Regions from separate parts of the Mus musculus genome. Here region 1 is linked to region 2. The links are chromatin contacts, called in public promoter capture Hi-C maps. All regions are on one chromosome and are shown on one strand. Each heading gives the region's core, a stretch centred on a gene start, on an enhancer-like site or on the middle of the called end of the contact. The rest is flanking DNA. Distances are from core to core; before and after follow the strand shown.

Region 1 (2,953 bases), core at 411-2,910, 2.9 Mb before region 2:
AATCATATTTCAATAAGCACCCCATGTAATTCTGGTGAGGCAAGTCTAGGAGATAAATAACACTTACTATAATAAGTTCTAGCCAGAAATTTTAGGATTCTAAAATTTTAGTATTATGCTTTTCACCCAGAAGGTCCTCAAACAATGTATTTGCCCATTGTAAGTCTATTAACATTTATATACTATAAGAGATGATCAGATCCAATATATCTATTTATATATGAGATCTGCATGTACCCACTTTAAACAATGCTGATAGTGGAATGCTACCTTGAACTCTTTTCTGTTCTATGGAGTTAATCCATATATATGTCCATCTTACCTGCACCCATCCTTTATGACAGGCACCGTTTACACCTCTATATTGAGGCAGAGTCCTAACAGACCTCTACACTGCCCCCATATATATACAGAGAGTACAAATGGCTTACCATCAAATTCTCTCCACGTGCTCAGGGGATACTTCCATGCAATGGTTGGTGAGGGACTGGCTTGTGCAAAACATTGCAGAGTCACGTTCTTTCCTACCTGGATAGTGACATTGACACTAGGGGTTGAAATAGTTGGCTTCATACAAACTCCGAGCTCAGTCTCATGTAAAAGCTGCCCTGCCTTAGAGACAGGACCCTGGCATACCAGGTACGAATTCACCAGTATGAAAGGGGGACCAACGGACTTGACAAACTGAGCAAGTCCCCTTAATCGGCAGTCGCACAACCAAGGATTATTGTGCAGCGACAATACCATATTGGAAAGAAACTCAGCTCCACAACCAAGCTGTTGCCGTTTCTGATAGGCTGGCCAGTTCAAGAAGACACCCTTGGATACAACTGTCAACCTGTTGGAGGATATGTCAAGGTATATCAGGTTGGTTAGGAACTGAAGAGCCAGTTCTGGGACAGAATCAATCCGGTTGTGTTTGAGATCCAAAACCCGCAGGAGAGGGGTGGCGCGGAACGCTGTCCATGGTACTGAACGGAGTTTGTTCCCCTCTAGTCTCAGCTCTCTCAGCTCTGGCAGGTCCTCCAGGGCGCCTAGGTGGATCACAGTGACATTGTTAAAGTTGAGCCAAAGGTATTCCAAACTGCTCATGTTGGTGAAAAACCCCTGGGAAAGTTCAAATAAGGGTGAGTTTTCAATTCTCACTTGCTTGAGTTCTTCGGGAAAGTTGTCTGGAATCTTTCCCAAAGACATAGACATGCACTGAAGGCTCCTGTATAAGAAAGCAGAAAAACTTCAATAAGCCTCAAGGAACCTATAACTGGTATTTTGTGAGTCCTGTCACTAGACATGGAGATTAAATGAAAAATAATGAATTTAAAATAAAAGAGATGGCTTTTGGTAGAAATGTTCTGCTCCATAAACTCCAGAACCAACTAAAATGAATCCCATGGGATTTAGCTGATTTCCCACAAACTCTAAGCCTGTGTCACTCCATATCATTTTTAAAGAAAGTCTCCTCCACCCCCACATCACCCTCTGGAATCCTGTCAGCATAGCACACCTGCCAAAACTCTCCTCTGAACAGGTACACTCTGGCAGACAGAACGGCTGCACTGCATGTATAACCCAAGAGACCAGAACTTGCAAGAAACAGTAAAAAACAAAAGCCATATTTATCTGTAGGCAAATACCTTGTGTGGTTTGGGTAGGTATGGTCTCAGCTTCTGAGTAGCAAATCCTATTATTGGTAATCCATAAAGATGTAGGTCAGCACAGCAGCACTAAAGCACTGAATGCCCCGAGGTCTGTTACAGCCCAGCTCCCAGGCTCAGGAAAAGTCCATGTCGAGAAGTTGTGTCTCTTAACTAAAATGAAAAGGCTGTGGTTCTTAAGGTTGCAAAGGCGAATATACATCAGACATCAAGCTCCATTCTGTTTCTACCGTCTCTCAGCTTCTTACAAAGAAGCCAGGGAAACAATCAGGTGTTGCAAGCCTGAGTACCATAGCTCGGGATTTGGCCAGAATGCATCTAATACTTTACAGTTCACAAAGGAATCCTGAAATGCCAGTTTCCAATTATTTTCTTGAAGGGAAAGCAGATGATGAGCAACAAAACAACCCTGGGATTGTTTTCCTTGCTTGCGGTCTGCCAGCACCGCACCATGGGTGATGTGTTTAGTCATACTTCTACTGCATTAAGACTAATGCTTCTACAATCCATATCACTAGAATTGGAGAAACATCATGGTGTCCTTCCAATATGGAAGCTTAAAAACATAAGGACAAAGCTTTACAGTCTGGGGCAAGTAGCTTAATGGTCTGACTTTTCCCTGACTTTTCTAAAACACTGCATCACACCATAAAGAGCAAAATGTCAGGCTTGTGAATGTCATCTGTGACAAGATACTTCTCTATTTCTCTTCACATGTCACTATTTATTGTTTGTTCACTGTAAGTCATGTTTTCTAGGCACAACAGTGGTAAGAAAATAAACTCTATAGATATTTCCTCATTCAGTCTTCCTTGTGCTTCTGCTTCTGAGTCTGGCTGTTTGGGGGATATCTTCTAGTGTGTAAGCCGTTGTGTCTCTTCTACAGAACAAGAATCATCAGCAAACACTTCATGCTTTGGACAGGAAATGTTTAGATTAATTAATGCACAGTGCCTAGGACAATAGGTGCCCCACAATTCATCCCCTCTAAGTGACAGAGTCTAGATGAGCTGAAGTGCCACCTTTCTTATTAAATGAGAGCATATCAAGAAAATGCCAAAATTCTATGAGTTCTCATACGATTCATGATATACATTATACCCCACAAAAGGCTTCAGTGAAAAAAAAAATCTGCTTAGTAGCTAACCAGCAAGGCAGAAATGGGTCACCAGCTAAGCTGCTTACATCCCAGGCTTCCCACTCATACCAGATGTACTTTCTGGCATTCCTAGGCAATCTAACTCGACATTTGGATAGATCTTTGCAGTTACTTTCAAGGTAAAAAAATAAATCAAACA
Region 2 (3,165 bases), core at 216-2,715:
TATACCCAGTAAGCGCTGCAGCGAGCTGCACCGTGGCTGGTTAGACCCAACTAGTGTAGCTCGGGCTCCATCTTAAAGCCTGGACACCTGTGGCTGTAGAAGCAGAGCTTCCACAGGCCTGTGCAGCCCTGTCAGGGTGCTTAGCTCTTCCAGGATGGCTGTTTTCCCAAACTGGAGAGAATGCTTTGAGGACCTGCTGGGAAGGGGTGACTGGAGGAAATCTAGGACTTTCTGAGAAGATAGTGAAGCCATCCATAACTAGGAGAGAGACAAAGATGGTGTTGGTTCCCCATAACTGCATGGGAAGAGTGTAAACAACCCTAGGCAAGTTGGGGCTCCAGGGCTGCTGTCAACAAAGGAGTGTGACACTGGGACTTAGTTCTCTGAGATGGGGACTCAGAAGAAGCCCAGTCTCCTCTTACCCTGTGGCCCTGGGTACCTGGGGACTCCTTGATGGTGGACTGGGTCTGGTCAGATCTAGGTGGGGTAGCTTCCTGTCCTGTGTGTCTGGGGATGCTGGAGCAAAGCTAATAGGGATCCTAGACTTTCCATGGGATCAGGCAACCCAGAATCGGTAGAGCTTTTAGGAAGGGACACAGTGGGATCTAGGGAGGAAATATCAGAACTGCAGGGAATTACAGGAAAATAGTTGAGGCTCCAGTGAGGTCTCTCCCCACTGGGAGTCACTGTGCATGTCAGCTCTTTGCATCCCTGAGGTAGGCTGCGAAACCATCCTAGCGTGGGATTGGGTCAGAGGGCAAGGGTGGAAATGGTCCTGGAAGTGGATAGACTGACAGGTTATCAAGAATGTAGACCTTGAAGGACATGGCTGAGGGTGTGACTTTGGGACTATGAAGCTGGGCAGGTACTCCTTAAGGACCACACTGCAATTGTAAACCTCAAGAACTGGATCAAGCTTGGATTTCTCCCTGAGGTGAGTCTAGAGCTGAGAGCATGCTGTTGGATCCAGCAGGCCTGAAGACTCCCTAACAGGCAAGGCCTCTAGAGAGCAAGACCTGGGGAAAGGTCTCAAGAGGTGGGTGGGAGGCCCAAGAATTGTGAGAGGTGGGGCAGGAAGATAAAGGACATGGGGGGGGGGCGGGGCCACAGGGAATGTCAATGGATTCTGGTGTCAGAGCAAGGGATTGAAAATCTCTAAGGATGTGAATTTGGGACCTGGAGGATTTGCCGGAGCTAGCCACGCAAGGCAAGGTGGGGCACGGAGGGACTGGGGCAGGACGATGGCGCCCTTTAGGGGTGGGAGATTGGAACACAGCGGCCGGCTCTGTCGGGAAGGTTGCACAAAATGGATGAGCCCAGTGAGAAAACAGCCTTGCTGGGGGGGGGGGGGGCGGGGGGGAAGGGTCAGGAAGGGGGGATGGGCAGTCTTGGGGGCGGAGCCTAAGGGAATGACATGGGCGGAGCCGAGGCAGGGGGCGGGGCCGGGACGCTGAGCCGTGAAGAGGCGGGGCGCGCCTAGGTGAGTGAGTCGCCCCCCTCAAACCCCCAGCACCCCTGCTCCGGGTACCGGTGACAGCTTCCCCTTCTGGCCCTTGGCAGCGCAGGCTCCGCGGCCGGCTGCACCACGGCGGGGCTAGACCCAGTGCGGCTCCATCTTGGCGACGGGCACCTGTGGCGGCCGCAGGAGCAGCGCTTCCGCCGGCCTTTGCGGCCCTGGAGGCGACAGGGTGAGAGGCTGGCTCAACACGAGCCGTGGTGGGTGCTGGGGTGGTGTGGGCGGCGCCCCCCTTCCTGAACCCCCGAACCCCTTCCTCACCGCTGTCTGCGCCGCATTCCTCCGCACGGTTGCCTCCCCCTTGCCCTCTCCGGTTCTCTTTTCCACGTTCCCTTTGCCCAGTCTCCGGGTTTTGTTTTTGTTTTTCCTCTGCCCCGGACCGGAGCCCATCGGCCTCCACCCCGCCTTCCTTTGCTTCTTCCCTCCCGGGTTCTCCTCTCTTCCATCCGCATCCCCCACCCTGTCCTCTGTTGCCAGCGCCCCGCCCTCTTCTGCTCAGGAGCATCCCTACCAGCGAGCTCACTGCCCCATATCCTTTGAGTCTTTGTCCTGGAAAGGTCTGTAGCCTAGATCCGAGACTTGGGTTGTGTACTTCTCCCTAAGACCACTGTGGGCTTTGCTCTGGAGATTCGGGGAAGGGAGCCCTGGCCAGGGAGGCTGCGTGGTGTGTGGTGCGTTCAGGCCTTTGACCGCAGCAGGGGCGGCCTGTGTTTGGCATGCGGAGTGCTGCTGTGAATGAACGTTCTTTCCTGCAGGTTCACACTGTAAACCCGCCTGTGCCATGGCCACAGTGAGGCGTGTGTCCATGCTGGGGCACTGTGCTGGGGAGTGCAGGTACAATCTTAGTGGCCTCCTGCAGTTGCAGTTGACCCTGAGACACATTCAGCCCACTGTTAGCACCTGAGTGAGCAAACCCTCACAGGTTTCAGGCCCTGGGACTCTTAGGCGTTCTGGGACTCTTAGGGGTTTCTCTATGGTGAGCAGGGTGGCGTCTTGGAGCTTGTTTTCTCATGCATACCCCTTTCCTGGCATTTCTCTGCCTTTAGGTTCTATGCCATCTCGATAAGGTTAGAGGCTACGAGGGACTGATTTTATTCTTGGAGCTGCCCCACCCACCTTAAGGGATGTCTCTTGCTGCGTTCTCCATTCGGCTTGTGTTCCTGTTAGGCCGTTTATTTGCACGCTGGCATGATCAAACCACTAGTTGTAGGTGGCCACACCCCTCTCTACAAGGGATTTGAGGTATCTGTAGGGGCTATCCCTACCTGGGCCTTTCAACTTCCTTATGTTAACTCTGTGAGCAGTCCTGATTCTCCTCTCACACCCTGCTCCCTCCTTTGTCGACTTGCTTGCCTTTTTGTGGCTTTCTGGACACAGAGGTTGTCATCTAAGCGCCTGCTGCTTGCATGAATGACTTAGTGTGGTCTGAGATAGGCCCTTTAGAAGCCTTCCCCAGTCCACCCCTAAGGTATAGGCTTCTCAGCTGGGGAGAGAATCAGAATTTCTAACCAAGTGGAGCCCACGGACTCAGGCTTGGGCTAGTCTGGAAGTTTCTGAAAAACTGGGGGGAGGGGGGTGTTTCTTCAAAATGGCATTGATAGTTGCTGCATGTGAGGGTGGTTGACTCTAGTTGTTGACAGTAGAACCCG

Evidence for each region. Promoter capture Hi-C pulls out the DNA fragments that hold promoters and counts their contacts.
Region 1: a promoter capture Hi-C map of hippocampal neurons shows a contact between it and region 2, with 6 times the contacts expected there. The contact joins the promoter of Lrit2 here to the promoter of Gprin2 in region 2. A contact is called at or near these places in 3 of 39 promoter capture datasets (hippocampal neurons, liver and pre-B cells).

The regions. Positions count from the first base shown.
Region 1 is chr14:37,066,736-37,069,688 of GRCm38.p6, reverse strand. It overlaps Lrit2 (leucine-rich repeat, immunoglobulin-like and transmembrane domains 2), which reads right to left and starts at 1,660. Exons shown (of 3, transcript NM_001360134.1): 1 at 1,635-1,660; 2 at 432-1,213. The coding sequence starts at 1,200.
Region 2 is chr14:34,199,933-34,203,097 of GRCm38.p6, reverse strand. It overlaps Gprin2 (G protein regulated inducer of neurite outgrowth 2), which reads left to right and starts at 1,465. Exons shown (of 2, transcript NM_183209.2): 1 at 1,465-1,688.